Regions from separate parts of the Mus musculus genome. Here regions 2 and 3 are each linked to region 1. Evidence: chromatin contacts called from public Hi-C and promoter capture Hi-C data. All regions are on one chromosome and are shown on one strand. Each heading gives the region's core, a stretch centred on a gene start, on an enhancer-like site or on the middle of the called end of the contact. The rest is flanking DNA. Distances are from core to core; before and after follow the strand shown.

Evidence for each region. Promoter capture Hi-C pulls out the DNA fragments that hold promoters and counts their contacts. Hi-C and Micro-C count contacts between places; a contact is called where the count stands out from the background.
Region 2: a Hi-C map of B cells shows a contact between it and region 1, with 7 read pairs. The contact joins the promoter of Icam4 here to the promoter of Anln in region 1. A contact is called at or near these places in 1 of 39 promoter capture datasets (pre-B cells), 1 of 484 Hi-C or Micro-C datasets (B cells) and 2 of 115 datasets of contacts at active chromatin or transcription factors (astrocytes and pancreatic cancer cells).
Region 3: a promoter capture Hi-C map of pre-B cells shows a contact between it and region 1, with 5 times the contacts expected there. The contact joins the promoter of Slc44a2 here to the promoter of Anln in region 1. A contact is called at or near these places in 1 of 39 promoter capture datasets (pre-B cells) and 1 of 9 other capture datasets (liver).

What each region holds. Positions count from the first base shown.
Region 1 is chr9:22,387,943-22,390,485 of GRCm38.p6, forward strand. Anln (anillin, actin binding protein) reads right to left here and starts at 1,264. Exons shown (of 24, transcript NM_028390.3): 1 at 1,028-1,264. The coding sequence starts at 1,045. It also overlaps a transcript of 9530077C05Rik not described here.
Region 2 is chr9:21,028,152-21,030,694 of GRCm38.p6, forward strand. Icam4 (intercellular adhesion molecule 4, Landsteiner-Wiener blood group) reads left to right here and starts at 1,281. Exons shown (of 3, transcript NM_023892.3): 1 at 1,281-1,672; 2 at 1,786-2,091; 3 at 2,231-2,445. The coding sequence starts at 1,303. The coding sequence ends at 2,343. Icam1 (intercellular adhesion molecule 1) reads left to right here. Exons shown (of 7, transcript NM_010493.3): 7 at 1-663.
Region 3 is chr9:21,319,450-21,321,992 of GRCm38.p6, forward strand. Slc44a2 (solute carrier family 44, member 2) reads left to right here and starts at 1,270. Exons shown (of 23, transcript NM_001359227.1): 1 at 1,270-1,402. The coding sequence starts at 1,372. Gm39302 (predicted gene, 39302) reads right to left here and starts at 1,665. Exons shown (of 2, transcript NR_166671.1): 1 at 1,141-1,665.

The DNA.
Region 1 (2,543 bases), core at 14-2,513:
AATTGTTAACTACACTACCCAAAATAAATTATTACTATCCTCTACGACATTTTTCAATGTAGTACAGAAACACTGTATGCCCACTTTACAAAACTCACAAGTCTTGAAATTTAAAGAACAGCTTGAAGCAAAAGAAAAAGAGGAACTGTCCTGCAATAAAAGAATGGGCCAACAGCAACACGCAATCCTGAATGTCGGTGTACAGCTGCAACGTGAAGCTAAAACTAGGCATAAATAATAAGATTAACAACGGAATCTAGACCTTATTTCCAAGGAAGAGATGAGGAAAGCATTGTTGAAATGATACGCTACATAAACACTGAGGTGTACCAACCCTACAGCATACACTTATAATTTTGTTTTGTACACGCTGAGGTAACTATAAGCCCTGTTTCCTTTCAACCAGTATCAACCCTGTGCATGAGACTTTCTTTCTAAAGTTAGTAGAGCCGTGACTTATGAAGGACGCCAGGCTAAAGCACCTGCTCATTTAGACTTCGGTGGTTTCATCACAGGATTCTTAAGCGCTCAAGCTCCTCTGGGCCTGTGAAGTCCTTTATCACTTCCATCAGATTCCAAGCACACAGTACGAGTCACTGGGCCGACTCCACCCTGCCAACTATTCCAGCTTTAGGGCAGGGCTTGTCCCACTAGGCCCCTGAGCGGCACTCTCCCGGGTCACAGCAAGACGGATGAAGGATGGAGGGAAGCGTGCTTTAAGTCCCGGGAGCCGGGGGGGCAGGCTCAAGCCAGAGCGCCCAGGCGCTCACACCCCGAGCCAGCACTTGGGGGAGTGGAGGAAGGCTAAACGACTACAGAGCTCGGGGTTTGCATGGGGTTTTTGAGGCCCTGCCTTCCCCAGAGCCAGGGACGGAGCAGCGAAGCCGGGGCGGCTGCGACCCCGCGGCTTCCGTCCGGCTGCACGCTCGCTGTGCGCACGCGCCACGCTGGCCGCAGGCTGACAGCGCGGGCGGGGGTCCCGGAGTCGGCAGGGGTCATGGTTCACAGCGCCCGCAGAGTCTCTCACCTCGGTAAACGGGTCCATCGCCCCAGGCCTCACCAGTGGACGGCTAGACGGTGGGTCCGACGGTTCAAACTCAGGAAGAGGAAAGAAGTGAGTGCAGGCTCGGCGCAGCTCCTGGAGGAGGACTGCAGTCGAGGCGGCGGGCGCTCTCACACCCAGTCGGCTCTGCCCTCCGCACCCACGGAGTCGGTAGGCTACCACGGCCGTTCAAAATTTGAATTTCAGCGCCCCGGACGACACGCATGCGCGCGGGGTGGGCGGGGCCGGGCGGGCCGCTTGCCCCCGCCCCTGAGCTAGGTCACGTGATGCGGCCAAGTTGGGACTGGTCCGGAGCTGCGAGCACTGCTCTCTCTCCTCCGCTTGGGTGGAGACGGTTCTGCCGTTGAACTGCCTAGGGAGAGGGCCCTGCCATCCCGCACGCACCCACGCACGCCGTAGCGGGTCCCTTCCTGACTCTGTCAGCTCCCGCCGCCCTGCCTTCTTCCTCCGTGGGCCTTACGAACCCGGTCCGGCCCTCTGGCCTTTGGGCCTGATCCTGCCACCAGAAGTGGGACTAGACAGCCAGCTTGACCTCCTGAGAGACCACTCTGGCGGGTCCCCACACTCTCAGCCAGTGACTAGTTCTTTGTTTGGTGGGGAAAAGAGATGACAGTAACAGACCCTTCGGTTTTAAATCCCAGTCAACTACCCAAAGCCAGCAGTGAGAACACTTTGAGAGAAGGGACAATCGGAAAGTCCATATTTAATAAAAGTTCCCGTTTAACAGGCAGAAAGCAGGACAAACTATTGCACGAGTAACTTTTAATCTGACTTTCCTTTTCCTCTTCCTGGGAGGGTCTTTTGGAGACCCTCACAGTGTCTTACCATTTGACATTCTGCTAGGCTTTCCAAGAATGTGTCTAAAAAGATGGGTTGCCAAACCTCTGGTAGTAGAACTGTTTGCCTTTATACGTCAAAAGGTCGACAAAGCACCAAAATCTCTGTGCCTAGGTTGGTGCTGTGAGAGCTAAAGTCCTTACGAGATTGTGTAAAACAGATGTATGGTAGCAAGGTTTATGGTTGAGTCTCTGTGTCCTAAATGAGTCCATAACAGGATCAACTGTGCTTATTGAACAGAAAAACTGAAAGTGTTGAAGGGTCAAGTCCAGAATCAAAGCTAAATAAAAATAGGAAGCTTGGGGCCAGCGACAGAGCACATGCTAGCTATGAGGGCGCTTGCTACCAAGTCTTGGGACCTGAATTCTAGACCCAGAACCAGTTCCAGCAAATTGTCCTCTGACCTGCACACACACACACAGGAAATAAATTAATGATGTTTTTCTAAGTAATAAAGAATTTAAAAATGTATAGATTGTAATAAACTGAATTTGGGGCATGGAATAAGAACTTCTTTAAGAGCAACTTCTAAGAATTCAGATCCTTGGGACCACAGTATAACAAGAATAATAAATTTCCTTGGTGCCTTGGAGCTGTGAAATGATAGAAAATGGAAGGAGCTTTGTTTAAGTGTGTGGTGTGT
Region 2 (2,543 bases), core at 31-2,530, 1.4 Mb before region 1:
CCCACCTACAGCCCGGTGGACCTTCAGCCAAGAAACGCTGACTTCATTCTCTATTGCCCCTGCTGAGGGGCTCCTGCCTAAGGAAGACATGATATCCAGTAGACACAAGCAAGAAGACCACACTTCCCCCCGACACAGGAAAGCTGAGACATTGTCCCCAACTCTTCTTGATGTATTTATTAATTTAGAGTTTTACCAGCTATTTATTGAGTACCCTGTATATAGTAGATCAGTGAGGAGGTGAATGTATAAGTTATGGCCTGGACCCTGCTGCAGATGCTGTGAGAGTCTGGGGAAAGATCACATGGGTCGAGGGTTTCTCTACTGGTCAGGATGCTTTTCTCATAAGGGTCGACTTTTTTCACCAGTCACATAAACACTATGTGGACTGGCAGTGGTTCTCTGCTCCTCCACATCCTGGAGCGTCCCAGCACCTCCCCACCTACTTTTGTTCCCAATGTCAGCCACCATGCCTTAGCAGCTGAACAATCGAGCCTCATGCTCATGAAATCATGGTCCCAGGCGGCTCCACCTCAAAGAGAAAGCCTGGAAGGAAATGTTCCAACTCCTTAGAAGGGTCGTGCAAGCTGCTGTGGGAGGGTAAGCACCCCTCCCAGCACAGAAACCTTTCCTTTGAATCAATAAAGTTTTATGTCGGCCTGAGTGTCTTGTGAGTTTGTGTACAGTCATCACATCAGTTAGGCAAAGCCCTAAGGACTGCCGACTCCCATAATGCCTCAGGGTTGTCTGGTAACCTAACCCTAACTCTGAGTCTGTGGATCAGGTTGGTCCCCACCCCCACCCCCTTTCTTTTTTGAGACAGGTTCTCTTTGTGGCCATGGATGTCCTGAAATCTGCTATGTGGAATGGGCTGGCCTTGACTTCACAAAGATGGGCCAACCTGTCTCCTGAATGCTAGGACTAAATGACAAAGCCACTGCCATGTCTAGTAAAATCTACGTTAGATAGACAGGGTTTCCCAGTGTAGATCAGGATGGCCTTGAACTTACAGAGATCTGCCTCCCTGGGAGTGCTGGGATCAAAGGCATGTGCCATCACCAAGCGTTATTTTATTTTTTAATTTTTAAAGACTTCTTGGGGCTTACGTAAAAACTAAAGAGCAGGTCCAGAACTGTGCAATGGCTTTTGGTTGATTGTAGGGTCTGATGGGAGGGGAGGCAGGTATCTTCATCAGGGCCGGCCGAGGCCCATTCTGGGGCGTGGCCAGGGTGCCTTCTTATCTCCTGCGGCCAGCCTAAACTCCCTGGCGTTCCGCCCGCACTTCAGCGCGGGCTTTGTGCCATGGAGTCTGCCCTTCTGCTCCCGTCGCTTTTGCTGGTGGCTGCCTATCCGAGGGGTGGGAGCCCCCAGCAAGAGTGGATGCAAAGTCCTCCCGCGCCTTCCGTGACCTCAGCACCTTTCTGGGTGCGTCTTAATCCAGAGCTAGAGGCCGTGCCTCCCGGGGGCTCAGCGTGGCTTAACTGCAGCCACAACTGCCCCCTGCCGGTGCATTCCAGCCTGCGCACCCAACTGCGGCAGGGAAAGATAGTTAATGGATCCGGCTGGGTATCTTACCAGCTACTGGATGTGAGGGCCTGGAATTCCAAGGTGCGCTGCGTCGTCACTTGCGCAGGAGAAACCCGAGAGGCCACCGCCAGGATCACTGCTTACAGTGAGGGAGACCGGGGCTCAGGCCGGGCTGGGGTGAGGGGAGAGGGGTGGAGGAAGCGGATAGATGGTAATTGCTTTAAGGGGTGCCTGTGGGCCTTATCTCTCTTGCCTTAGAACGGCCCAGAAGCGTGATCTTGGAGCCTCCGGTCCTAGTGGGCCACAAGTACACTCTGCGATGCTATGTGACACACGTGTTCCCAGTGGGATTCTTGGTGGTGAGCCTGAGAAGAGGTGGCCGAGTGATTTATCATGAAAGCCTGGAGCGCTTCACCGGTTCAGATTTGGCTAATGTCACTTTGACCTACGTGATGCGGGCCGGACTCAACGACCTCTGGCAGCCACTCACCTGCCATGCGCGCCTCAATCTCGACGGGCTAGTGGTGCGCAGCAGCTCGGCACCTGTTATGTTGACAGTCCTCGGTGAGGCATCCTGTAATCCCAGGGAATGGGTGCGGGAGAGGGGATGTTGCCACTCCAAGGGGGCCTGCAGAACAGGCGTGGGCTCCACGCTTGGCGGTCCTCAGACCTCCTAGTTCCTGATTTTCACTCCTGCCCACAGCTTTAAGCCCAGCCTCTATAGCCTTGGCCTCTACCTCCATCGCAACCCTGGTGGGGATCCTCCTGGCTGTGGGGGCTGTCTACGTGCGCAAGTACCTGGCTGTGCAGACTTAGTTATAGATCTGTTTTCGATGCCTGACAAGAGGGAGGGGAAAAGAACTTCAGAGTAATTAATTCAGAGACTCTTATTGAAACAATAAAGTCTTCCTCCTCAGTCTCTGCCTTACGGTTCTTGGAGAAAGTGGTTTCTTTTTTAAGGTACCTTACTTTTTCCAAATTCCTTACGTAGGGGCTGAAGATTAGTAGATTAGAGG
Region 3 (2,543 bases), core at 20-2,519, 1.1 Mb before region 1:
CAGGGTTTCTCTGTATAGCCCTGGCTGTCTTGGAACTCATTTTGTAGACCAGGCTGGCCTCGAACTCAGAAATCTGCCTGCCTTTGCCTCCCAAGTGCTGGGATCAAAGGCGTGCCCCACCACGCCTGGCTTAGGTTAACCATTCTTTATTTTCTCAAGATTTATTTCTTTATTGTATATAATAGTGTTCTGCTTGCATATATGCCTGCATGCCAGAAGAGGGCACCAGATCTCATTATATATTGTTGTGAACCACCATGTGGCTGCTGGGAATTGAACTCAGGTCCTCTGAAAGACAGGATCTGGAAGAGAGCAGGCAGTGCTCTTAACCTCTGAGACATCGCTCCAGCCCTAATCATTGTTATTCTAGAACTTATTTTAGATCATGTCTGTCAACATTTCAAACCTTCCACTGATCAAAGAAAATTTTTGTTTATTGAGACTGGGTCTCACGTACCCCAGGCTGTCCTCAAACTCCTGTGTAGCTAAGGCTAGCCTGGAACTACTGTGCCTCCTTCTTCATCTCCCAAGTGCTGGAATGATAGGTGTTTTTCAAAACTACCTTTTAAGGTTGGACATGGTGGCATACACCTTTAAACCCCACACTCAGAGATAGAGGCATGGGTATCTCTCTTAGTCTGGTCTACATAGCAACTTTCAGGATAGCTAGGACCCCAGGGAGGCTCAGTCTCAAAATAATAATAATAATAATAATAATAATAATAATAATAATAAAGGAGATCCTGCAGCTTCTGCCTCCCCAGTGCTGGGATTGGAAGATTAAAGTCGTAAACCTCCTACCCAGAGGCCCAGGGACATGCCACTCCTTCTCTTTTATTCCTTTCTGACTTGTGTTCAAACTCTCAAAATCTTACCAATAGGATGAATGAGCACATGACAACTTTTTCTGCATCCCTAGCTCAGTCAGCGCTCAGTACCTGGACAAAGAATGACTTGCTGAGCGGTGGTTGAGCACACCTTTAATCCCAGTATTTGAGGCAGACAGATCTCTTGAGTTCCAGGCCAGCCGTGTTACAGAGTTCCGGTACATCCAGGGCTGCACAGAGAAACCCTGTCTAAAAACAAAACAAAAACAAACCCACAAAACCCAAAACAACAACAACAAAAAGAATGACTGACCAGCAGATGCAACACACTAATTGTCCACAGAGAGAGCGGACTGGAAACCAGAAGGTGGCTGCCCCCCAACGCCCCTCCCTGGGCACGCCCCTAAGGGGCGGGGCTGTCTTGGGCGTGCGCGCTGGGGGCGGTGTCAGGCGGGGCAGGGCGGGGCCAGCAGCGCGCGGTGTCTCCCGCCCGCTTGGGTTGGGGTCGCGCTGGCTTCGGACTCAGCTCTCCTCGGTTGAGGCCATGGAGGACGATCGGAAGGACGCAGTCTATGGTAGGAGTAGCCTCCGGCCTGTAGGTCGCCTGTGCTGACTTGGGAAGGAGGGGGTTTTGAGGAAGGGCAACATCTGAGAGCCTTAAAACAAAACACTCGTGGCTGCAGGCAGTACGAAGGCCCTTCTGTCCGCGTCCTCAGGCCTCTGCATCCCGCGCTGGCTCAGCCGGAGCTCTTGGCCCTAGCCCAGGTTGTCCCCCGTGTCTCTTTTCGGGGATCTTCAAGCTTACTCCCTTCCTGAGCGATGAGCCGGGACTTATGGCGCATGCTCCTCGCCTGGAGGTCCCGTTATCTGGGAGAATTAGGTGATGGGCGGGGGAGGGGATGCGAGGCGATCTTAGCTTGGGGTGTGGGCAAGAATGGGGCCCGACCTCGCCACATGTCCCGTCTCCTTAAGACCCAAGTGTCCTCCACATCTTCGCCATTTACATCCAGAATAGCGACTCCAAGCTTAGTACTAGATGGGGAAACTGAGGCAAGGCTGAAGAGTCCCGTATAACTGGAATTAGGTGCCTAATGCGACAGGGAAGGTCAGAGACGAGGCGGGCAGGCGGGGAGCAATGCAGAAACTTTCCCTGCCTGTGCTGATTGTTGCAGGTGCCTGTAATTTTAAGGGTTCCAGGAGACCCGGACCTCAGTAAGGCCTGAGGTGGCCTTAGCCACTTGGAGCTGGGGGTGGGGCCAAGATGCGGATTTCTCACCCTACCCGACTCCGGGTTCCCACGGACTGGGTGTTGAACTCTGAGCCTCCTTCCTCTTATCTATTTTAGGTTCCTTGGGCCTAAATCGGCCACAAGCCTTAAGAGGCATAGCTGAGACTCTGGCAGAGGGGCTCTATCCCTCCCCCTGATATACCACTTTGTGTGACTGGAACTTCCTGGAAACTGCTAGACTCTAGAGTCTTGGGGAGGGGGCCGGAAATGGTTCAAAAATAACTAGAAAAGCAAGTAGGCTCTCTGCCTTCCTCCTCTTTCCTGGGTCTGTGCGGTCCAGGGGGAGGAAAAAAAAAGAATAGACAGGTCCCAGAGGCTGTGACACACCCTTCCTGGCCTAAAGGAAGGTAGCAAGACCTAGCCTTTCAGGGCTCTCCCAGCTTGAAGTTGCCAGCCCCCAGACCACTAGAAGGTCTGAAGCCCCAGGC